Regions from separate parts of the Pan troglodytes genome. Here all the other regions are linked to region 1. Evidence: chromatin contacts called from public Hi-C data. All regions are on one chromosome and are shown on one strand. Each heading gives the region's core, a stretch centred on a gene start, on an enhancer-like site or on the middle of the called end of the contact. The rest is flanking DNA. Distances are from core to core; before and after follow the strand shown.

What was found. A called contact is a pair of places that touch in the nucleus more often than the background predicts.
Region 2: a Hi-C map of stem cell-derived neural progenitor cells shows a contact between it and region 1, with 3 times the contacts expected there. The contact joins the enhancer-like site here to the promoter of CADM1 in region 1. A contact is called at or near these places in 1 of 7 Hi-C or Micro-C datasets (stem cell-derived neural progenitor cells) and 1 of 1 datasets of contacts at active chromatin or transcription factors (stem cell-derived excitatory neurons).
Region 3: a contact with region 1 is called in a Hi-C map of stem cell-derived neural progenitor cells, with 5 times the contacts expected there. The contact joins the enhancer-like site here to the promoter of CADM1 in region 1. A contact is called at or near these places in 1 of 7 Hi-C or Micro-C datasets (stem cell-derived neural progenitor cells) and 1 of 1 datasets of contacts at active chromatin or transcription factors (stem cell-derived excitatory neurons).

The regions. Positions count from the first base shown.
Region 1 is chr9:117,447,857-117,451,093 of NHGRI_mPanTro3-v2.0_pri, forward strand. It overlaps CADM1 (cell adhesion molecule 1), which reads right to left and starts at 1,760. Exons shown (of 10, transcript XM_009424220.5): 1 at 1,441-1,760. The coding sequence starts at 1,564.
Region 2 is chr9:118,097,214-118,100,923 of NHGRI_mPanTro3-v2.0_pri, forward strand. No RefSeq gene overlaps it. Among named protein-coding and RNA genes, the nearest start is that of BUD13, 620 kb to the right of the region's middle. Within about 2 kb of position 1,573, at least 3 of the 24 cell types and tissues checked have an H3K27ac peak or open chromatin away from gene starts, as enhancers often do. A contact at or near this core is called in stem cell-derived neural progenitor cells, where this site is marked.
Region 3 is chr9:118,228,558-118,231,855 of NHGRI_mPanTro3-v2.0_pri, forward strand. No RefSeq gene overlaps it. Among named protein-coding and RNA genes, the nearest start is that of BUD13, 490 kb to the right of the region's middle. Within about 2 kb of position 1,989, at least 5 of the 24 cell types and tissues checked have an H3K27ac peak or open chromatin away from gene starts, as enhancers often do. A contact at or near this core is called in stem cell-derived neural progenitor cells, where this site is marked.

The DNA of each region.
Region 1 (3,237 bases), core at 510-3,009:
GTGTAAACAAAAGGCACAGCCCAAGCGGAGAGGCGCCCCTGAAGCGGCACCGTGGCCCCAACGCTGTGCCCGCCCGGGCCTGGGGCTCCGCAGGTGGGGGCTGAGCTCTCGGCGTCCTCCGCCACTTGTTGCTCCCGGGTCCTGCAGCTCTGGAGCTGCAAGGAGGGGCTTTGCAGGCTCAGAGCCCTGCTGCATCCCCTCCTGCATCGCCGCTCGCACCCCGCGGCCCCGTGCCACTCGGTCCCGGCGCCCGCCTGGAGCCTGCAGCAGGGGCCAGGGGACGCCGCGCGGCTGCCAAGCGCGGCGAGGTGGCGGGAAGGGAGGCTGGGTGCAGCACGGCCGGCCTCTCCTCTGGGGAAGAGCTCCGGCTCCCTTTTGTTAGCAAAAGCAAACACTGCCCTCTTCTTTCCCGACCGCGCCAACGCGCCCGGCACACGGGCAGCCACACATCGGGCTCCAGCCGAGTGCTCGGTGTCTTCAGGGAAGGCACCGGGCGTGCAGGGCCGCCCCTAGGCAAATTCCCAAGACTGCTCTTCACGCAGGGAGCGCGCGGAGGCCCGCAGGGTGCCCGCCTGGCCGCAGAGGCCGCGACGCCCCCTCCGCCACCCTCGGGCCGCCGAAAGAACAGGCAGCCGGGAAATCCCGTGTCCCCACTCGTGGCAGAGGACGCTGTGGGGCGGGCGGGCTGCGGGCTCCCGGCGCCTTCCCGCAGAGGCGGCGACAGCGGCCGCCCCCCCCGCGGGGCCGGGCCGGGGAACTTTCCCCGCCTGGAGCCGGGCCAAAAAGACCCGCAGCAGAGCCGAGGGGGCGGAGGGCTGCGAACGGCCGGAGGGAAACACGAGAGGCGTGCAGTTTGGGGACAGGGGAGAAAGGCAGAGCGCGTTGGGGGAAGGGGCAGGGGAGATCAGACAAGTCTGGGGATGTCCTGGGGACCGGGGAGAAATCACGCCGCGGGCGGCTGGGAGTCAGCCACCAGGAGGCTTCGGGGATGGAGAACTGGGGGGGTCCTCTGGAGAGGTGGGGGCGAATGGGCAGCCCTGGGAGGTGGGAGGATCTGCAAGTTACGGGGAAAACGGCGAGTTTAGAAGGGTCCGGAAGGGTTGAGGTTGTCTTTGAACCATCCCCTTCCCCCATGCTTTACAGCCCCCGGGCCCCCCATTCTCACTCCACTCTGCACCCCGCGCCAAGCCGGGGAGAGAAGGTGTGGGTGCAGCCATCCCTGGGGACTCTCATTCACACTTAGCCGGGCAGGGGAGAAGGGGCTCACAGATCCCCTCAGCCCCTTCCCTCTCAGCCCTGAGTTTCCTCTCCACACTCCCTCCGCTTCGGATTTAGGAAGTGGGGGGAGGTTGTCATGGAAACGTTTCCCCCCCTCTGTGGCTAAGGCTACTGGGGTGCCTTCGGAGATTTAGGGGCCAACCGGTCGGTGCCCACACCTACCTGTGGGGATCAGTGCCGCGGCGGAGAAGAGCAACAGCAGAAGCCGGAGCCGGAGCCCGGGAGGCGCCGCCGCCGCCGCTGCCGCCGCACACTGGGATCCGCTCGGCAGCACTACACTCGCCATGTCGGGCACCTGCCTCAGACTGGCGGCGTTGGCTGCCTCCAGAGCCCGAGCGGACAGCTAATGAGATGCTAATGACATGCGCTGGAGGCGGAGTCCGGGCAGACCAATCACAGCGCCGCGAGCCCAACCCGGCTCTTGGAGGGCCTCGCCCCCTCCCCCACCCCGCCCCCTGGCGCTGGCGTTCGGCGGCGCGCCCGCGCCACCTAGGGGCGGGGCCAAGGGGAGGGGCGTATGCAAATATGTTTATGTTAAAATTCGGTTTTGCTTTCCCCGGATCAAGGAAAAAGTGTTCTCCCGGGCGCCTGGCGTGCAAGGACTCGGGCTCCAGGGGGCGGGTCTAGCTTCTTGTACACCTTTATTAGGAATGTTTATAGCAATCGCTGTATCAGACCGACGACTGGAGAATCTCCCTTAAGAGGGTCCTCTGTCCCGCGCACCGAGTGCATCTGGCCTAGCGAACCAGACGTTGCAAATTTCCGTCACTCACCTTGCACCGAAGGAATAGATCTTTGGGAACGGGGGCTGTGCGGGAGTGGAGAGTAAGAAGGCAGGTCCCCGGATTGACAAAACAATCTGGGAGAAGTGCATGCGTGCTTTGCACGTCCGGCGGAGCGGGAGAGCCCGCTCAACAGCCTAGCGGTAGACTCGGGGATAGTTGGAGAAGGCAGCCGTAGAGTCGGGTTCTGAGATTTTCCAGTCGGTCTTTTTGCGGCAGAATCTCGGGAAAGGTAGATCGAGGAGGGTATGCTCAGGCTCCTCCGCTTGTCGAGGGTCTCCTCCCTGGTTTTAATATATAGGTGTGTGTTGAATATATGTGTGAAATATTTGTAATATTAGATATTTAAGATTACACAACAACGGAAAAAATTAGTCAAGGCTTCAGGTGAAGAGCGGGGGTGGTGGGAGTTGGGGAGAGGGAGTGTGGTGAAGGCAGGGTCTGCCGTGTTCCTCCTTCGGGGCTCAAACCCTCTCACTCCTCCTCTGCGCCCCCAGCCCTTCCTAAGGAAGCTGGGGACCAACAGGTGCTCCGAGCTTCCCCTGTCTCTGGGAGAGCCTCTCCTGCTAAAGCGACTTGCATCTCCGGACTCACTCTCCCTCCCCGAAATTCTCTTTGCTTTCTTTTCAGCCAGGCAGCCGGCTCTCTTGTTTGTCTGCTTTTTAATTACTTATTTTCTTCCCCTCTAGAAGATCGTGTGCGCTCTGACCCTCTGTTGCTCAAGCATCAAATTGAAGGACGAGCCATATTAAGTGTAAAGGTTTATAATAATTTAAGTATTCATAGAATGCAGAACAATAAGATGTAGGAAATACAATTTGCATAATAAATATCAATATCACAACAGCTAAAACAAACCATGACAAATTATCTGTGGCTAAATGACCAAGAGATTACTGAATGTAAATTGCTAAGTCTGAGCTATAGTCTAGAAGAGCTGCACCAAATGACTTCCCCAGCCTTCTGTCCTCATCTTGCTATAAAATAAATAAATAATACATATCAAAAAGGAAGTCATGATCTGCCAACCCACCAAATGAGTTACACTTAAAAACAGCCTCCTATTATCCATTATGCATAAACTAATTTCGAGACTGCCCGGTCTTCACAGCCCTGGATATTCTGCTCTGTAATTACAGGCCCCGATGCATGAACTGCAGGCAGTCCTTCAGAAGTG
Region 2 (3,710 bases), core at 323-2,822, 650 kb after region 1:
ATTATAGCAAGGTTTTTGTGTTTGTTTGTTTTGTTTTGTTTTTTATCAGAAACCATGCAGGCCAGATGGAAATGGCACAATATATTTCAAGTGCTGAGTGAAATACGTTTTCACCATCCTCCAAATCCTATTGCCCAGCAATATATACCCTGTATCTGGCAAAACCATCTTTCAGGCTTGAAAAGGAAATAAAGGTATTTTAAGAAAAAATAAAACTAAGAAAATTTCGGGTTTTTTTTTTGTTTGTTTGTTTGTTTGTTTTTTGAGACAGAGTTTCGCTATTATTGCCCAGGCTGGAGTGCAATGGCTCGATCTCACCACACTGCAACCTCCACCTCCCGGGTTCAAGCGATTCTCCTGCCTCAGCCTCTGGAGTAGCTGGGACTACAGGCATGTGCCATCAAACCCAGATAATTTCGTATTTTTAGTAGCGACAGGGTTTCTCCATGATGGTCAGGCTGGTCTTGAACGCCCGACCTCAGGTGATCTGCCTGTCTCAGCCTTCCAAATTGCTGGGATTACAGGTGTAAGTCACTGTGCCCAGCCAGCAGACCTAACCTAAAACAGCGACTAAGGAAGCCCTCTAAACAGAAAAGAAATGATAAAACGAAGGAACCTTGGAATATCAGGAAATAAAAAAGGAACTCAGTAAGCAAAAATATAGATTAATTCAATGGGCTTTCCTTCTCTTGTGTTCTAAATTACATTTAACAGTTGAAGCAAAAATTATTATATTGCTTGATGTTCTGAATAAATGTAGGAGAACTATATGAGGTAATTATTTTACAAATAGGGAAAGATGAAGAAGTGTAAAGGGAGTTAAGTTTTCTATACTTCACTGAAACTGGTAGCATAATGATACAGAACAGGGGAAGGGAAGTGCTGGGAAGGGAAGGGCATGATCCTCTTCAATGATACAGAAGCGGGGAAGGGAAGTGCTGGGTAGAGGAAGGCGTGGTCCCTGGCTAGGGCTCCACCTCCTGGCCTGTGCCCATGGACCTAAGTGAGGACAGGCATTTTTGTTTTCCTGCCCAAATGGTGCATTTCCACCCTGGCCTGCCACGCCCCCATCCGGTGCCTATAAAAACCCCAAGACCCTAGCAGGCAGACACGCAGGTGGCTGGACGTTGAGAGAAGCAAATCAGCGCAGGAACACACAGGCGGCTGGACATCGAGAGGAACACATCGAAGGCTGGACATCGAGAGGAACACACCGACAGGCACTGGCACTCCAGCAGGCCTCCAACCTGCAGAACGAAGCGGAGTTTGGCTGGGGCAGTAGGAGGAGAGCCCGGGCTGCTGAGCAGCCTGACTCCAGGGGAAAACCAGCTCCCTTCTGGCTTCCTCCATCTGCTGAGAGCTACTTCCACTCAATAAAACCTTGCACTCATTCTCCAAGCCCACGTGTGGTCTAATTCTTCTGGTAGACCAAGGCAATAACCCTGGGATACAGAAAGCCCTCTGTCCTTTCAATAAGGCAGGAGTCTAAATGAGCTGACTAACACAAGCTGCCTACAGACAACAAAGCTAAAAGAGCACCCTGTAACATACACCCACTAGGGCTTCAGCTGTCAACATTCACCCCTAGACACTGCCGCGGGGTTGGAGCCCCACAGCCTGCCCATCTGTATCCTCCCCTAGAGGTTTGAGCAGCGGGACACTGAAGGGGTGAGCCACTCTCCCATGGCACACCCTGTGAGGCGACAAGGGAATTTTTCCCGTTTCAATTCCGGGCTAGTCCAGGAGCCTTTTTGCCCCTTTAACTGTTTTCAATCTTCTTTTTTTTTTTTTTTTTCCTTTTTTCATTTTCTAAGTGAGAGGGCTCCCCCTCCCAGCTCTGTTTCTGATAGAGAAGTTAAGAGAGGAACAACCCCTGCTGGCTGAGAACTGCAAATTCAGCAGGGCACATTTGAGACACTCTAAACAGATACAAACGGCCTCTAAAATATCTTTTCAGCCCCAAACTCGATTCTAAGCTTCAGGCTGAGGCCCTAGAAAGAAAAATCGGGTCTGAGGGATCCGAAGTCATGCAACAGGCACAATGTCAATGGGCAGGACCGATTCCTGCCGACTGAACCCCACCTCACGGAAGGAGCGTGCTTCATGGCATAAACAGGCCCGGGGGACCTGAGGGCGGTTAACTCCTATTCTCCGGGATTTCCCTGCTTCATGGGTACATACCACATCAGTACCCAGGTCTGGCACCTGGCAAGGTCTCCGGGACTCAGGGACAAGAGGTGGAGAGTGAAGGGAGGATGCTTACTCTCTCCATCACACCTGAATTTTTGCTGAAAGAAGGAAGGAAATGAGGGATGCCTCTTTTCCCTGTCTTTCAGAATGGATAACCAGTTCTCTTCATTCACCATTCCCAGCTATACTCCTCTGGAGTGTATCCGGAACCAGTGGGACTGCTTTGACCCTCAGAATCTGGAGGAAAAGCACCTCATAGCCCTCTGCACAAAGGTGTGGCCAAATCATGATTTACATGAAGGGCTTTCTGATTTACAGGAAGGAGGCATTCATTTTGATACCATCTGGCAGTTGGAACTTTTCTGTAGATGTGAGGATAGATGGTCTAAGGCCCCATATGTGCAGGCTTTCTATACCTTGCAAGGCAATCCAGACCTTTGCTGACAGTGCAGGATTGATTTAGCCCTCCTGTTTGCCATCTCAGGGAAGGCTGCGAAGGGCAAGCCCAGGGAATTAAAGATGCAAGTCCCAAAGGCACCCCCAGCAAAGGAGCCAGCTCCTTCCAGCCCTGCTCCTCCAGGTCCACCCCGACCTCCCTATCCAGCTTCAGCCTCTCACTTGCTCCATCCTAGAAATCCTCACCCTAAACAAGCCCCAGCCTCACTCTTGCCCCTCCAACAGATGCTTAGTGAATTTGGGCCCAGTAAGGTCCAGGTCCCCTTCTCCCTATAGGACTTAAAGCAAATTAAGGGGGATCTTGGCAAGTTTTCAGATGACCCTAATATATAGAGGTTTTCCAGAATTTCACTCAAATATTTGAACTCTCCTAGAGGTGTTATGTTACTTTTGAATCAGACCCTGACAGACACAGAGAAACAGGCTGCTCGGCAAGCAGCAGAGAGATTTGGGGATGAGCTTTGCATCACATATAGCATCAGGGAAAGGGGCAAATATTATCCAACTGGAAGAGAAGCAGTACCAGTAAATGACCCTAAGTGGGATCCCAATGATGAGATAGAAGCCTGGAAAAGGAGACACTTTCAGGTGTGCATAATGGAGGGCTTACATAGGACTAAGACCAAGCCTCTCAATTATACTAAGTTGTCCATGATGGAACAAGGATCGGATGAAAATTCCACTGCTTTCCTGGAAAGGCTAAGAGAAGCCTTGGTAAAGCACACCTCTCCATCTCCTGATTCAGTTGAGGGACAACGAATCCTATAGGATAAACTTATTACTCAGGCAGCTCCTGACATCAGGAGGAAGTTGCAGAAATTGACCCTGGGACCAGATAGTACATTGGAGGACCTCCTGAAAGTGGCCACCTTGGTGTTTTATAACAGAGACAAGAGGCCCAGGAAAGAGAAAGGAAATACAGGAAAGAGGCAAAAGTTTTAATGGTCACTGAGCAAAGCCCACAAACCCCAGAATTCCCAGGGTACACCTGTTAACTGCTAAAGATATGGCAAGAAGAGTTATCTCTCTTCTAACATTTATCTGCTCCCATACAAGGTTTAATT
Region 3 (3,298 bases), core at 739-3,238, 780 kb after region 1:
TAATGTATTTAATTTCCATCCTTCCCCCACTCTTTTTTTTTTTGGTTATTCTATTCTGTGTCTTCTTCCTTTCTCTTTCTGTCTCTTTTCTCTCTCTCTCTCTCCCTCCCTCCCTCTCTCTGTCTCCCACACACACACTCTTCTTCTCTGTCTTCCTCTCTTCCTCTGCATCCGTCTACTATCTTTTTCTCTGTTTGTTCCCAGACCACTCCCCTCCCCAGCATGGCGCTCTCTGTTTTCCCTCTTCTCTGTCTCTCCCAGTCTCTGGTCCAGATCTGTCCTGGTGGATTTGCAAGGGTGAGAGACCCTGGGGACCATCTGAGCCTTTGTACCCTAACCTGACTCCGCATCCAGGCCTGGCTTGATCCTCCTGACCCAAGAACACACGGAAGCCTCGGAGGAAGGGTCTGAGTGAGTGCTGACATGGAGCTTCAAAGATCAGTTCTCGAAATCCGATGCCATTGGAATGGGTGGGACAGAGCGCACTGCACAAAAAAGTCATCAGTATTTCTGGAACAAGAGCAGAGAGCAGATCTCTCAACCAAGACAGAGTGGGGAGGACAGGGGGCAGGCTGGGAACCAGTGCACCAAGGAGGGCACACAGGCAGGTGAGGGAGACAGGGAGAAGGGCCCAGGGCTGACTTCTGGGGCTTTTGACTTTCACGAAGTGCACGAAGACATCACAGAAAGAAGCATGTGAGTCACCAGCTCTGACTCAGGCCCTGGCTGGCTAGTGACAGGACAGGGCATTCCAGATGTCACTCAGGAACCCCAAGAGGACTCCAGGCCTGGGGAGAGCTCCTGCTGCCTGAGACAAAGAAGCGCCCAGCAGAGGCAGGGACCTCCCACTTTCTTCCCCAGGACCTGAGGCCTTCACACTTGCTCCCAGGGAGCCCCGCGGGACGTGGCCAGCCTCACTTTCGCTTGCCACCATGTCTGTCTTTCACCCCTCACTCTCATCTCTTCTCCTTGGCACTCTACTGACCAGGGCCTGGGTCTTTTCCTGTTCTGCTCCTGGGGAAGACAGGGCCCTGGGCTCGATTGTGGCCTGAGCCCTGGCTCCTGGGGCCCCTCGGGGACAGCCCAGGGTGCTGGAGGGACAGTGCCGCAGCCGTGCTGGTCAGAGGGGTGCGAGAGGATGACGCTTAGGCTGCCCTGCCGCCAGTGGGCCTCCCAAGGGGCCCTGCCCACAGCAGGGATAGTCTAGGTGGTGGGAGTGGAGCCGACACCACAATCAAGCGTTCACCATGCCTAAAACCAGGGCCAGCTGGGTGGGAGTCACCTTTCTGTGCAGAACCAGGGTCCTTGGGATGCCTCCAAAGATATCATCAGGCCCCTCGGTGTCCCCAGCCCTCCACCCAGTCCAGCCAACCGCCCACACACCAAACCCAAAGGAGGCAACTCAGCCCTCCCTCCTCCAGGGGGCGCACTCTGGCCCACACCGACAGCGGCCTGGAGGCACTTCTAGGAAATCAAGGTGCCCTTGGAGACAGAATCCCAGCAGGAGCCCCACGCCGAGTGGAGAGACCTCCGCCCTGCTTCTGAAGCCGCAGGCGCTGGCCTCAATAATCCCCCAGCCGCGGGCCGATTTGGCATCCTCCGACCCCTGCGGCCACTGCCAGGTAAGTGCTCCTGCCAATGCATCAGTGTAGAGCAAGCCTGCCACCTGGTGGTGAGGCCACCCAACTACAGGCTGGGGCTCTTGAGGGCCATGCTGTCCCGCGCCGAGGGCCCCACACCCGGGTGCCCGCTGGCTCCCGCAGAGCAGACCCTGAAGGCGCGGAGCCCTGTCCAGGGCCCTTCTAGGCACTGCTGAGTTTGTGAGGGCAGAAAAGCAGAAGGTAGGGGTGGGTCGAGTTCAAGGGCTGAGGCAGAAGACCCCCGGGGAGGGCCTGATCCGAGGGATTGGGAAAGAAGGGATTCGGTCTCCCAAGGGGCTCACACGCCCCTTCCCTGGGCATCTATCAGGAAGCAGCAGCTTGGGGCCATGGAGAGGCCCAAAGCCTGCATTCCACTCCTGGCCCCACCACCGCCCACAGTGGGGCTGTGCACACCGCTCCTACTGCAGGAGTAGGGCGGACTGACAGGAAGATGAGTCCCTGCGCCCGGAGCTCACCAGAGCCTGGATAAGCCGAAGTCGGCAAATGGATGGGACAGGCAAGTGTACTGGGGCAGGAAGGGCCTTTGGGATCTTCTCATTTAACAGAGGCTGCATCATGAGTTCCGTGGGACCCTTAGCACCTTCGTCTTCATGGGCCTCTTCCTCCACACACACAAATTCATATTTAAATCCCATTTTATGGCCAAGCAAGGTGGCTCACGCCTGCAATCCCAGCACCCCAGCACTTTGGGAGGCAGAGGTGGGAGGATGGCTTGAGCCTGGGAGGCAGAGGTTGCAGTGAGCCGAGATCATGCCACGGCACTCCAGCCTGGAAAACAGAGCAGAACTCTTATCTCTCTCTCTCTCTATATATATATATATTTATATATTTATATAATTTATATATATATATAAATATATATAAAAATGTATATATAATGACTGCTTTGGTATCAAGATGAATGTATTAATATTATATATTAAAAATATTTTCCTCAACCAAAAAGCATATTCTTTCTCTTCTGACTTTAAAAGAAATTAAAACATTTTTGCATGCCTGCTGTGCTCATGGATAAGTGGGCCCTGAATCCCACCTCCTCCTGTTGCATTTGAGGAAACTGCAGCCCAGAGACAGGAAGAGGCTGTTCAATGTCACACAGGGGCTGTGGCAGGGCTGGGGCCAGAACAAGTCTTCAGGCTTCCAGGCTAGGGCTCTTTCCATTACCCATTTAACCTTTTTCAAGAGGTGGAAAAATCCCTGCCACCTGCTGCTCAGGCCCAGGAAGAGCCCCCTCATCTAGCCCACCCATGCCCTGGAAACTCTGGCTGGGATCTGCTATTCCGCCCTCCCTGGTGGCAGCCTTCCTTCCCCCAGCCCTGGCCCTGCAGCCAAGTCACCACCACCACCGAAGCTCTTTGGCCTGCTGTCTTATTAATTCCTAATTTCCAATTTGCAAGAAGAGAGAGCCTTAAACCTCCATCTCACCAGCCCAGCAATCACACAGATGATCCAAGTATCTCTGGACAGCCTTTAATTTATTTCCCAGCGCACGCCGGCACTGCTGAGAGACTTGATGGCACCAGCTTAAACATAATAAATTACTCAAGTACCAGAGATTAGTTAATAAAGCTCCAGGCTCCCTCCCAGCCCCTGCTGACTTGGTCTGTGACACCAAAGATTCCTTTGAAGAGGGGTGG